Regions from separate parts of the Mus musculus genome. Here regions 1 and 3 are each linked to region 2. The links are chromatin contacts, called in public Hi-C maps. All regions are on one chromosome and are shown on one strand. The core of a region is the stretch at or near the end of the contact, and the rest is flanking DNA. Distances in the headings are between cores, read along the strand shown. Region 1 has its middle 12 kb from the start of Gm23216. Region 2 has its middle 43 kb from the start of Col3a1. Region 3 overlaps Gm51621 (a long non-coding RNA gene).

The links. Hi-C and Micro-C count contacts between places; a contact is called where the count stands out from the background.
Region 1: a Hi-C map of uterus shows a contact between it and region 2, with 3 times the contacts expected there. The contact joins two enhancer-like sites. A contact is called at or near these places in 2 of 39 promoter capture datasets (cranial neural crest and pre-B cells), 5 of 484 Hi-C or Micro-C datasets (adipose-derived mesenchymal stem cells, embryonic fibroblasts, muscle stem cells and 1 more) and 2 of 115 datasets of contacts at active chromatin or transcription factors (embryonic fibroblasts and heart atrium).
Region 3: a contact with region 2 is called in a Hi-C map of uterus, with 6 times the contacts expected there. The contact joins two enhancer-like sites. A contact is called at or near these places in 1 of 15 datasets of contacts at CTCF or cohesin (the NIH/3T3 cell line), 6 of 484 Hi-C or Micro-C datasets (the C2C12 cell line, embryonic fibroblasts, embryonic stem cells and 2 more) and 5 of 115 datasets of contacts at active chromatin or transcription factors (cardiomyocytes, embryonic fibroblasts, embryonic stem cells and 2 more).

The regions. Positions count from the first base shown.
Region 1 is chr1:45,670,964-45,675,436 of GRCm38.p6, forward strand. No RefSeq gene overlaps it. Among named protein-coding and RNA genes, the nearest start is that of Gm23216, 12 kb to the right of the region's middle. Within about 2 kb of position 1,963, at least 50 of the 459 cell types and tissues checked have an H3K27ac peak or open chromatin away from gene starts, as enhancers often do. A contact at or near this core is called in heart atrium, muscle stem cells and uterus, where this site is marked.
Region 2 is chr1:45,351,846-45,356,589 of GRCm38.p6, forward strand. No RefSeq gene overlaps it. Among named protein-coding and RNA genes, the nearest start is that of Col3a1, 43 kb to the left of the region's middle. Within about 2 kb of position 3,341, at least 52 of the 459 cell types and tissues checked have an H3K27ac peak or open chromatin away from gene starts, as enhancers often do. A contact at or near this core is called in embryonic fibroblasts, heart atrium, muscle stem cells and 1 more, where this site is marked.
Region 3 is chr1:45,760,021-45,764,384 of GRCm38.p6, forward strand. The region is part of intron 1 of Gm51621 (a long non-coding RNA gene); the gene reads right to left. Among named protein-coding and RNA genes, the nearest start is that of Gm51621, 2.9 kb to the right of the region's middle. Within about 2 kb of position 1,596, at least 61 of the 459 cell types and tissues checked have an H3K27ac peak or open chromatin away from gene starts, as enhancers often do. A contact at or near this core is called in embryonic fibroblasts and uterus, where this site is marked.

The sequences.
Region 1 (4,473 bases), core at 713-3,212, 320 kb after region 2:
ACCTGGGGATCCATCCCATATATAGTTACGAAACTCAGAGGCTATTGTGGATTCCAAGAAGTACTTGCTGACAGGGGCCTGATACAACTGTCTCCAGAGAGGCTCTGAGAGATCCTGACAGAACAGATCTGGATGCTTGCAGCCAACCATTGGACTGAGCACGGGGACCCCAATGGAGGAGTTAGAAGAAGGACTAAAGGAGCTGAAGGAGCCTTATCTGGTATCAATGGTAGGGCAGGTCCTTGTTCCTGTGAAGGCTTGTTGCCCCAGTATGAGGAATGTTAGGTTGGTGAGGCCGGTGTGGGTGGGTATGGAGGCACCCTCATAGAAGCAAGGTAAGGGGGAATGGGATAGGGTGTTTGCAGAGGAGAAACAGGGAAAGGGGATAACATTTGAAGTGTAAATAAATAAAATAATCATTTTTTTTAAAGTATGAGAACATCATGAATTTTGCAGGCAAATGGATGGAACTAGGAAATACCATCCTGAGTGAGGTAACTCAGACCCAAAGGACATGCATAGTATGTACTCATCGATAAGTGGATATTAGCCAAAAAGTACAAAATACCTAGAGTTCAACCTACAAACTGTAAGTGTAACAAGCAGAAAAAATATTAATCAAAACATGATGTGATGTTGCTACTTTATATATATATATATATATATATTTTTTTTTTTACGTTAAAAACAAGTCATGAAGAAAGAAAAAAGAAAACCATGGTTTTCAACACAGAGTTTTAATGGAGGTTAGAGACACAGAGTTAACTTAGGAAGCAGTTACAGACCTGAGACACAGGAAACAAAGGGTAAAGATAAACAGAACCTAGGAGATAGCAGGAGGTGCCTCACATCTGGTACTATGAAGAAAGGATGTATGCTGCTGCCGGCAGTGGGTTCCTCTGAGAGAAAATTATGAGACTTCTTATAGAAGTGCCAATAGAAGCAAGAGGCTGGGACTACCCTACAGCTACCATCACAAACTGATGCTTAGTGGTTGAACAGAATAGTAAAATAGAGACTGGAGAATGCCTTGCCCCCTCTCCCACTCTCACATTGCAGTATCAAGTCTTACTCAACGCTTTCAGAAAGCTGAGTCTGAGGTATGTGACTTCTAAGGTCACTGTCCTGGAATCCCAGAGAAGAGTAAGTAGAAGAAAGAATGTGAGAGGTTAACAGACAGTATAGATAGACAGCTCACAAAACTAAGTAAAACTGTGGGTACAAAACTGATGTTGAAAAAAAATCTCTTACAGAATGGGTCATCAAGGGATTTACACATGAGCAAATGAGCACAGTTGAGAGAAAAGAAGGAGAGATGTTCCATTCTTAATACACACGGGGCTGGAGAGATGACTCAGCAGTTAAGAGCACTGACTGCTCTTCCAGAGGTTCTGAGTTCAATTCCCAGCAACCACATGGTGTCTCACAACCAGCTGTAATGGGATTCGATGCCCTCTTCTGGTGAGTCTGACAGCTATAGAGTACTCATGTACATAAAATAAATAAATCCTCAAAAATAAAATATACAACATGAACCAAGAGAGAAGAAAGGAAAAACATTTCAAGTTAATAGAAAAGATCTCTATTAAAAATGGAGGCTAGTGTTGCACATATGTAACCCCAACACTCACAAGGCTGAGCCAAGATTTCAAGACCAATCTGGAATGCACAGTGAAACTCAGTCTCAAAATAAACAAGGGTGCAGGGTATAAGTCAGTGGCAGAATGTTTGCCTAGCATGCAAGGGTACTGAATTTGATTCCCCAGAACATAGGAAGCAAAAGTGAAAAATAACAGTATTTAAAATACTGTGTAATGAAACAAGATCGAGACATGACTCTTAAATCAGTCCCACGAGCCACTATTAAATGTTTCATAAAACCATGCTCCCTGAAATATAGGCTTGACTAGGTCAGGCTCATGAGCTCCACTAGTGAGGAAAGGCCCCAGAGTTAGACAGACCAACAGTGACATCTGCTGCCAGGGACTTACTCTGAAAGTGGCCTGCTGCAGCATTTGCAAGTAGAGTCCTGCCAAACCGAACTGATGAGTCAGCAGGCAGGAACTCCTGTTTGTCGTTTATGCTATTAGAAGGTTTCCCAAGGCGAGCACAGAACATGGGAAAATGGGAATGTTTGAAAATGTAACTAAAACAAACAAAAACAGTGGAGGCTGAGTTGTAAGTGATGAGACAAAGACCTCACTCTATCGTTCTTCATCATGTTCCCCTTTAGCTAAGTAAATTCAAATGAATTCTGTAGTTGTTAGCAAACATGAACTTTTCCGTGAAAAGGATTAATTAAACCATTGCCAGCTACAGTGGATTCCAGCATCATACGCAGGCCAAAGAGAAAAAAGTCCAAAGATCAAAGGAGAGTGTGCATAAAATTTTAGGGTAACCCTTACTTAGAAAACCACTTCCTAATTATCTGTCTACCTACGTCCTTCAACATCTGCTGACCCTCGGGCATTTTTTTTTTTTTTTTTTTTTACTTTTCTGAAAGCTAATGAACATAAGGTTTGAATCAGACATCACATTTAAAATAATAACTGCCAGTATAAAATGTTCAATGTGACTCAATTCTGTAGAGCAAAAGATATGAAAGAAAAAGGAGTTCGGTTCTCGTTTATAAAAATGCAGAATGATAATGAATTCAGTTACTGTGAAAGCAGGTGAGCACAACCAATATTTGTATTAAAGAATTCCTGAGTTTGTAGTTCTTTTCAAAGATTTCTGCCATACTTAATGTGGCATTTTGAGCAAATTATACTTCTCTGGGCCTCATGTTCCAGTGCTGCAAAAATGAAAAGATTGGACTATATGTAGGATGGCAGATGGATTACCTGCTTATGAATTCATCTTATAGCTACATGCAGACTGCACCAGCTGGGTCTATTGTGGATGACAGAACTGTGGAGTCTCCACGTGCACCTCATAGATGATCTGGTTTGCTGTGGAGGACAGAAACATGGAGTATCCATGTGCACCTCACAGATTCTTGCCTCTGGCAGGAAGATCTTACTCTCCCTGCTAACCCCCAGTCGTTGATTCTGTTATTAGCTACGCGTTTAGTGCAAACTATGATTTCCCTCTACAAGGTGCTCAACAAATATTATTTCTGGTATTCACAGTATTCCAAAGACAAGGAAAACAAGCCTCAGAAAATACAAGGAATTTCCCAGAGTCAGAAAACATGGAGTCAATAAGTAAGATAATCTCCTGCCACTCCCTGTCATAAATTATCTTAATTTCTCATATTTTGGACCATACCCTAGCCCTCCTAAAACATAAAAGCCATATATTCTAGCATCATTATGCATTGTCTGCCTGTACCTTAATACACACATGTGCCTGCACAAAGAAAATGCAGCTGTTTGGGCATGAAATTCAGCTAGTCCATACAAACCTGAAGTGACATTACAGAAGCTCTGGGGCAAAAGCATTCAAGAAAGAAAGCTTTTCTTTCAGAAAACAGACTAAAAGAGTAGTTTTCTAAAGATTAAATGCAGTAAATGATAGAACAAATGATATATAAAAGTCATATTCAACTTAAAGAAAATGTTTTTATTAACTGAATGCAGAATGATACTAAAACCAAAGTTGGAAAAATCCCTATCTATGTGTCACTGTGTGTTGTACCAATTTGGATGTCTAGCTGATGTCTGCTACAATATTCAGAGTTGTATTTGGTATAAGGGAATATTCAATAAGTACTGGTTGATGGTACTGGTTTATAAATAATGTGAACAATTAATTAATACTATGAACAATATTTCTGAGGTTTCCTTAATTTGAGGCAGTGACTTGGCTTTAGCCATACTTTAGGTTATAGTATCTGTATAGAGCAGAAAACACTCTAACTTTCCATTAGAGCACACTTACCTCTTCCATCAGATCGCAAAACCATCAGCAGCCTTCAAAAGTGGTCAATAATTGCAGATTTACTCACTGATGTTTTCAGTGAAAGAAAATTGCCTTTGGAAAATTACAGGGAAAGATAGTCTTAAAAAAAAAAGCCAGATACAAGAGTGGACCCATAGAAGAAAAAAAAATGAGTACTAGCAGCCAAATTAGATTTTATACCAAAGTACTGTGTGGTCTTGTTATTACCTAGTTGATTCATCTCTGTTATAAACATTTGTTCTTCATTTGTGAATAAATTCTCCAATTACTCATCACAAGGAACATACTTACAAATCAGCCTAATTTTAAGAGGCAGGTAAGTGAAGCTAGAGAGATGGCTCAGTTAAGAGCACGTGTGGTTCTTGTGACATACCAGGGTTCAGTTCCCAGCACATACATGGCTGCTACTCCCTCTTCTGGCCTCTGTGGGCATCCGGCACATGTGTGATGCACAAACAGACGTGCAGGCAACCACACATACACACATAACAAAAATAAATAATCACTTTTAAATTTAAAAAAATCAGACATAATTGGTTGAATACAGGCATATAAATAAATTAAAATACA
Region 2 (4,744 bases), core at 2,091-4,590:
TGAGTGAAAAATTACCAATACATGAACATAGCAGCAGGAAGTTCTAGGAGCATTTCTTAACATGGTTATTTAAGTAAACCCCCAGATCTCAGATATGCTGAAACCAACCAAATTTCAGAAATCTGAAATTTTGTGACAGGCAAATAATATAATTCTGAAATGTTAGAAGACAGGAATGCTGGCATAGGTAGCATCTGGTAGATCCAATCATTTTCTAACAGATGTCATTTTCTATAATAGTTTTAGTCCTGTTGCTGTGAAAAAATACTAGACAAAAGCAACCTAAAGAAGGGTTTGGAGGATGGAAGTTCAAGAGATACCAGCCATAGTTTGTCCATCTCAAGAAGCAGAGAATTTTGAGTGCTTGGGCTCAGCTAGCTTTCTACTTTTTATTCTGTTCCCAGGAACCCAGCCCATGGAATAACCCTGCTCATTTCAGGATGTGTCTTATCAGCTCAGTTTAGATTATCTAGATAATACTTCACAGCCATTCTCAGAAAGCATAATAATCTGGATAATCTGTCATGGAATGTCAAGAATCTTATCTCCTAGGAAATTATTGGTCTTGTCAAATTGTAATCAATTCTCTTGTTTTGATGATGTTATAGAATATCCACTATTATTGAGCCAAGTGGAGGTTGTGGCCATTCCTCTCAGGAAGATAAGGAATTTGAATCTAACAGATGCTATTAACAGTTACAGAGTAGTGCTTAGAATGGTTTGATGGGATAATATTGCATGAGGCAGAGTTTATGATTTAGTCTATTGTGATAATCTGTGCGAAGGATGATGGTGACCTCTATCAAAGGGGTCACAGTGGATGGGTTGAAAGTAGTTGTGTTTTGAATGCATTTTGATACATAGCCAACCGGAGTTGCTAACAAATCGGGTAAGTGATTTAAGACAAAGAGGAATGTGGTGTAAATCGAGGCATTTGGTGTGAATAACTAAAGATAAGGGTTGCAAGAAGACACACATCTTTAATCCCAACATGCAACAGACTCAGACAGGAGAATGCTGTGGAGTTAAAGATAGCATAGGCTACATAGTCAGACCCTGTTTCAAACTACAATGAATTAATTAATTAAAAAAGGGTTGCCAAAAATAATTAAAGTACATTAATCAAGGAGTTCAACTTTGCTAATAGAGTACACTATGATTTAGATACCTATCATTGATACCAGGAAGTAATTGAGACCATCAATCTATTGAATCTAAAAGGAGAAAATATATACAAGACCTACAAACTATCACAATGATCCAAAGGCAGTAAAGGAAAGTCAAGAGCATGGAAGGGACAAGTGACAGTGGAGTGGAATAGATGATAAACAAACAATGCTTGCTCTTCACATTTTGGAACTATGATATATTAAAACTCGGAAAATTCATGAGGCTCCAGCTACAAGTCATATAACAACAAGCAAACAATTGAATTCCATGGAGCAGCCAGCAAGTTGGGCATAGACTTCTAGCCATGCTGCTTTTGTGAGCTTTCTTACATGCTGCAGCGAGCAGTGTGGTGATACTGTTGCTTTTGGGCCATCCATGCACATGTCAGTAATCTTAAATGATGTTTTTGTATGTGATTTTAATACAACCATTGGCTCTTCAAGTGGGATTTCAGTAAAATCTTTCTTTGGTCTGATATATATAATTTATTTACATTTCAGATGGTATCCCCTTTCCTGGTTTCCACTCCAGAAACCTGATATCCCATCCTCCCTCCCCACTCCTTCTCTGAGGGTGCTCACCCTTCTACCCACCCACTTCAACTCTGTGCACTGGCATTCCCCTACACTGGAGCAACAAGCCTTCCCAGGACCAAGGGCTTCTCCTCCCATTGAAGTCTGATAAGGCCATCCTCTGCTACTTATGTAGCTGGAGCCATGGGTCCCTCCATGTGTACTCTTTGGTTGGTGGTTTAGTTCCTGGGAGCTCTGGGGGGTTTTGGTTGGTTGATATTGTTATTCTTTCTATGGATTACAAACCTCTTCAGCTCCTTCAGTCCTTTCTCTAGCTACTCCATTGGGGACCCTTTGCTCAGGTCCAGTGGTTGGCTGTGAGCATCTCCTTTCTATTTGCCAGGTTCTAGCATAGTCTCAGAAGACAGCTATATCAGGATTCTGTCAGCAAGCACTTCTTGGCATCCACAATAGAGTCTAGGTTTGGTGTCTGTATATGGGATGGATCCCCAGGTGGGTCAGTCTCTGGATGGTCTTTTCTTTAATGCTCCACACTTTCAGTATTTCCTCCCATGAGTATTTTGTTCCCCCTTCTAAGAAGGACTGAAGCATCCACACTTTGGTCTTCCTTCTTGAGATTCACATGGTCTGTGAATTGTATCTTGGGTATTTCGAGCTTTCAGGCTAATATCCACTTATTCTCAGTACCTCCTTTTAGATGAATAAATATCTGTTCATGTCTCTACCAAAAAAGTCATATAATGCAATCAATGCACAAAGTGGTGTTGACAGACCCAAAGACATGTTAGGTAAGAGCCATTGCATGGATAACATCATGGGCAACTGAGATTCCTCTACCTGAAGATAGTAAGTGTATGATGGGAGATTGTAATTTTGTTGTTATATTGGCAGTTGTATGCTCCATATGATGGTTAGTGAGACACAAATACAAGGATTATCCTTTGGAAAGTAAAATGTCTTCAGGGGAACTCTAAAACCTGTTTTTCTTTTATTTAATTTTATTTTTTTACATGGTATTGGGTGGCATTTTTTCCTTGATGAATAAATCTGTCAAACAAATATAAGAATGCACCTCAAATGACTTATATTGAGTACAATGAAAATAGTTCCTGAGAAGTACATGTATATTTGACTGTATGCAGACCATGAAGGCTGCTGAGTCGCCTGAGTTATGGATAATAAGACCAAAAACTGAGGCTCAGCTGTCTATACCGTAAGAACTTTCCACAAAGGGGAGGAATTACAATGGAAAAGAGACCTGCATCCATGTCTGATTTGACAGGAAAAAATAAAAGGATAGCGGGATGAAATGGAGATGTTTGCTTGTTGTTCCTCATAGTTGGCAAGGAAAAAGAAGACCTATGAGATATGTGCTTCCTCTAATTTAAAACCTTGAAACCTAGGCCAATAGTGGGAAGAGAGGAATGTAGACAGCCTTTAAGACTCCACTAAGTTCTGCACTTTAATACAAAAGAAATGGAAATCATAGTTGAAAAGACACACAGAAACCTAACCTATGCCCCCAGCATAAGAAATATCTGATAATTACAAACGAATCAGCATGCATAGTGCTTGACTTTTAAACAAGGAATAACACAAGTCCTCACAGCCTGGCTCATGGGACTGTGACTCGTGGAGGGAGATAGGATCAGTCTGCTTGCTCTTTAAGTGTGTGCTATGACTTCACATTCCTCTTTGAAGCAAAGGCTGCATAACCTGAGATGAAACTAGGGAAGTCAGTCTCTGATGAATGGACTCATAGAAGCCAGCAGGGACACTTGCTTGTCATCTGAGATCTTTATGAATATCAGAACCTGGGATACAATAGAGGAAAGACATAGATTATTGAGGAGATAGGTCATGCCAGATGCAACAATGTTTTACAGTCCAGTGAGCTAAATAAGACTAGAGACTTAAAAAAAACTTGATCCAGGTGGACCTCTGGACCAGAATGTGGCTTTAAAGGCTTTTTTAGGCCCCATAATAAGATGTGATCTTTATGAGTAGAAGAGGCTCTGTGTTCTAAATGATTTAGCTTAGCATGTAAATTTGGTTCTTGGCATAATTCATAGCAAAATTATAGTTATAAAGTTGCAACGAAATTATTTTATGGTTGGGGGACACCACAACATGAAGAGCTGTGTTAAAGTGTCATTGACATTAGAAAGGTTGAGAACCACTGACTTGGAAGGCGATTTGACCTAAGCTCATCTTTTAATATCACACACTGGGGATTCAGAATGAGTTTCAAAGGGAACAAAGCATAAAAACAGCAATATTTATGATGGAAGAAAGACAAAGGACAATTTACAGGAAAAGATGTCACAACCCTCAGAGCAAGGAATGCAGCACATTTCTTCAAGGACTTATTCTGAGAAAGAGTCAAAAAGCATAGAGACATATGCTGTGAAATAGGATGAACAAGAGAATAGTCAACTGAAGTCATGTCTTCAACAGCCATGTGGGCGAGGTCTCCTTAAAAGAAACATTAAGTGCAAAGTTGCTCCACTCTAGGCTTTCTCACAGCCTCCTACGTGGCACTTAGACACGAAAGTGATTCATTTGGAAGGGTGGCTGAACATGATGAAATGTGTGACTAATTGGAGAATAGTAGGTCAAGGGGTAGCTAAGAACATGTGGAAAGTATCCTTGTACAGATGGCCGATGAAATCAGCTGTCTCAAAAACAATGACCTCAGAGAACAGAACATACAGTTATGGGGCAAGATACTTATGAAAGGATAATGTGGGCAAAGCTGGGTTGAGACTTCAGAGTTTAACTTAAAAATAGGAAGATTTAATTTTGAAAACTGACAGAGGCTATAGGGACAAAAAGGAAATGAAACAGGAGGCAGATACCATTGCTGTTATGATAAAACAAATGAGTCTGGTTTTCAAATTTTCTCTTGAATTTGCTTTCACTAGAGCCAGAAAAGTCTCTCTGAAGTCAAGACCATAGCTGTTCTTCAGAGCCTTCCAGGGTCAACATCACACAAAGAAACCTGTAAGAGGACTCACAGTGCTCTGGACCTCTGGATTCTC
Region 3 (4,364 bases), core at 346-2,845, 410 kb after region 2:
GTATATGGGTATTTTCCATATGTATTTGTGAAGGGTGCTGTTCAGAAGTAGCTATTCATCTGTTAATGGAGTTTCTAAGACATGGGGCATTCATCATTGTAATGCCAATGATCACCTTTTCACTGTGTTGAGACAAGCATCATATAGACCAATCATCAATAAAGCATTGAGAGAAATTGAACTCTAAAGTCTTTTTTCTGTAAGCTAAGTGAGAAATGGAATTGGCCTCCTGTCTCAGCTCAAATAACTACTGAGCAGAGTTATTTGGAGTTAGAGTGGTTAATAGTAGTTAGAGTGGTTATCTATAGTTCTTGGGTTCTGTTCTCACCACCAATATGGTGGCTTACAATCAGCACAATTCCAGTCTCAGGGGATCTGGTGCCCTCTTGGGAACTCTAAGGGCATGGGGCACACACATACTGCACATGCATACATACAGGGAAAACAACCATACACATAAAATAAATATTAGTACTAGTAGTAAATTCTAAGGATAAATAAGACTGGACATGTATAGGCCAGTGTGTTGGTTAAGGTCACATTCAGCAGAAAATGTTTGGAGGTTTGATAATGCCTACACTATGAAAATATTTTCAACCTCTGCAACATTCTTAAGAGGTTAATGTTTTCCTACTGTCTTTAGGCTATTGGGCTTAAGTATAAATTGAAATTCCTTTTCTTTAAAAGTACCATTTAGCTGTAAAGGCAATGGCTGTGAATGTGCCTGACAAGAAGAAAAATGTTAAATTTCTTAATCCTTTGCCTTGAGCCTGGAAAGTGTAAGAAGACAGAGAGGCAGAGGCAATGTTTCTGCCACTCAAAACAGGGCTGCAGCTGTTTTGCATCAAAGAAAAGGGTTTTAAACTCTACCACGCTGAGTTTAGAATACCTTAAAACTGCCTCCCTGTGCATTGAAAAGGAATGTCCACATTCTTAAGAAAGGTTTTAAGTTATTTACTGACCAACATCTTAACGTGACCTCGATCTAAAGTTTTAAGCACAAAAGATAAAACTCCTAATGCCTTTGCAAAATCTAAACTCCTCCAGCAACTGAGCAGCTGGCTATGATTAAAACTGTAAATAGGTTCAAGAGACAGAATCCTTTCCCAGGTCCTCTGTTTATGAATCACCCACCCAGAGACATAATTCTAGTGGAAAGAGAATTTCCTTCTAAAGCAAAAAATAAAGTCTCAGGCATACTGCAGAGGCCTCATCGTTCACCCACACTGTTGCTCTGCACAAACCAGGCTCATCTTTCTTTGCCATAAGACATTTGTAATGTTGATGTGTAATCAGGAAACAGTTTTCTCTGGTTTTCATTTTCATGGGAAAGGAAAACATTAAAGCTGCCTTCCCAGCAATTGCAACTTAAGCTCCAGATCTTGTTATGGCAAATGAAAGATCTTTTACCCAGCAAGCAATGTGCTTGGTGGTGAAAATCAAGCAAGTTACTTAAGGGTGCTCAAACCAAGATTAGACAAGCCAGACTTGAGCTCCCCCTGTTCCAAATGCAAATGTTTAGTTTACAGATCAAGATAGAATCCACTCTAATCTGGGGTGGCGCAGGGACTGCACTGGGTTGTTTAGGCAGTTATCTAACAAGTCCCACACTGCCTGTCAGAAAGCCCCTAATCTTCCTGCCCCAGCAAGAACAAAGGCAAGTGAATATTAACCCAAGTAAAAATGAGTTACAGGGGCTCTGGCTTAAGCTGAAGTTTTCTTAGGCAAGTTACTTCAAACATAGCCATTACTTTGAACACACTGCCAAATATATACCTGCCAAGTACACACACACACACATACACACATGCATACATACACACATACATATACATACACACACACACATGCACTATTGTGCCTGACCATGGCCACTTTTTTTTCTTTTCCTCTCAGAGAGTGTGATATTGAGAAAAGTAAATGCATAGATAGTATTAATATGAAAAAAAGAATTGACATACTACATTCAAATCAGACTTGAAAAATCTGCAACTGCTCTTTATATGGTATGAAACATAAAGAGAATAACCCTAGTGACTATGGTTGCCTTTAATAGTAATGCCTAAGGTGAAGTGACATGACTTCTAGGACTCCTATATACCTTCATCATCACCTTTGCTTTGCATTACTTTTCTGGATGTTGAATAGAAGCCGTGAAGGATAGATTCACCGTGCCCATGTCACTGACTTCCTGTAGAACAAGGTCACAGATGCACATGTGGCCAGGGCATTTTGTGTAAACTGTAACACTATCCACTCACACTGTCCTGAGATAGCCAGGCATATTGGTGAGGCAGCAGTGTTTTGAAATAACAAATTGGATTCTTTATTTAACTGATCCTTTCAAATTTTGTTGAAGAAACTTAACCTGGAAATAATAAAGCCGAGTAGAATAACTGAGAGAGCTCCAACCAAATGTTCTGCAAAGGTCGTTTTCCTGATGCGGTCATTGATCTGAGAACCTGCATTGGTCTTCACTTTCTTCGAAAAGTGAAGTCTTATGTAGAACCTTTTACTTCCCGGTGTCTATTCTTACCCAGAGATATACTTCCTTTGTATTTTTGGTTTTGTTGTGATAGTTGTTGTGTTTGTTTCAAGACAAAATTTTGCTAGCAAAATGGCACCAGATAGATTCTGATGTCATGGACTTATAGAAATTACCTTACACTCTGATTTTTATTGCCCTACCTTTACTACTAGGCTATGTACCCTAGTCCACAGGAAATACATGTCTAACTGCCCAATTAAAACTAAAGAATCAAGCCGGGAAGTGGTAGTACACGCCTTTAATCCCAGCACTTGGGAGACAGAGGCAGGTAGATTTCTGAGTCCGAGGCCAGCCTGGTCTACGGAGTGAGTTCATTAATTCATACTAGCTCTGAGAAATCATTAACATGAGAGTTAGTTTTCTACTTCGTATTGGGAGAGAGAATAGCAAACTAATAATTACCAAAAAAACAAACAAACAAACAAACAAACAAAAAAAAAAAAAAACAGATTTCCCTAGCCCTTAATTGCTTCAAACTTATCCTTTACTGCTAAGATGTAAAATCATTTTTGAAAAAAGTAAAACATAAACTTTAAAATACCCTTTTCTAGGACTGAAAATGTGACAAAAATATTTAATGGACCTATCATTTTTCAGAGACTTCCGTAAGTTAAATAATAGGAGGTTCATGGGTTATGAAATCATTAGATCAAACTAGAAAACCTACAGAATTTTGAAATTGTTTTCTATCCCAAGCCATGGTTTATGGAAACTTTGAAAAGGCAAGCATGCATAAAGCACATTTGTATTATAATTATAATTCAGGCAGAAAAAGCAAAACCTAAATCAAGTTTGGTGTCAGGCACTAAATAAAAGTGAGCAAACAAAGAGTTCTTTTCCTAACTTAGAAGCAGATACATAAAATAAGAATGAGTTTCTAACGCTTTTTAGAGATGTCCAGAAAGAGTCCCAACAATAACTTGCTTCTCTTTCAGGCATTCAAGACTCAAAGATACCTGATTTGAGACTGAAATAAATACAAAACAAGCAATACAAAACCCAAGTTTGAATTGGGTTTCAAAAATTTATTTTTGAACATTGTAAATTTGGTTTTACTTTGCAAGGAACATTCTGTCTGGGTACTCGAGGTGTTCCTTGGTTGTGGGTAATATACCTACCATGCACTCATCAAACTAGACACTGAGAAATGCCAAGTGGTCCTTTCCCCTCTAGTACAGCACTATTTCTGGGTACTGCAACATTCTTTACTAAAATTTAGCTTCCGAATTAAGAAGCTATAGGTGAACTTGAATGATTAATTATAAATGAATGGGTTTTTTTCAATGTTTATATAACAAAGCAGTCAGTTCTCAACCTTTGGGATAAGATCAAGTCTATAACAACACAAAACTTGTGTTAATACACATGATAGTGTCTAAATTTTTAATCTCCTCATATATTTTATTATATGCAATTAGAAAGTAACACATTATTGATACAGATATTTAAATTTTCATTATGGAAAGTTCTACATAATTATCTAGTAATAACATAAATCAATATACTTTAAAGTTCTAATTCTTTGTTTTTAATTCAAGAAAGTTTTATTTTCCTATTTCTAGTTTTTTTCAGCATGACTGTTGGCCTCATCTGCTTTTCAGCTCTCATCATGTCATCTCCATGGAGCCTTGGGAAAGCTTTAGGAACCCATATCAGAGCTTGATCTGTGCTCCATAAGCTATTGCACATTTTATTTGTCTACCAGGAAACTATTCTGCCTTCATTTGCCAGGGCAGCTCCCCTCTCTTTAAATCCCCAAACCACAGCATCAAGTGCTTCTTAGTACCTCAGAAAGAATACTGCTTCTTTCCTGTCA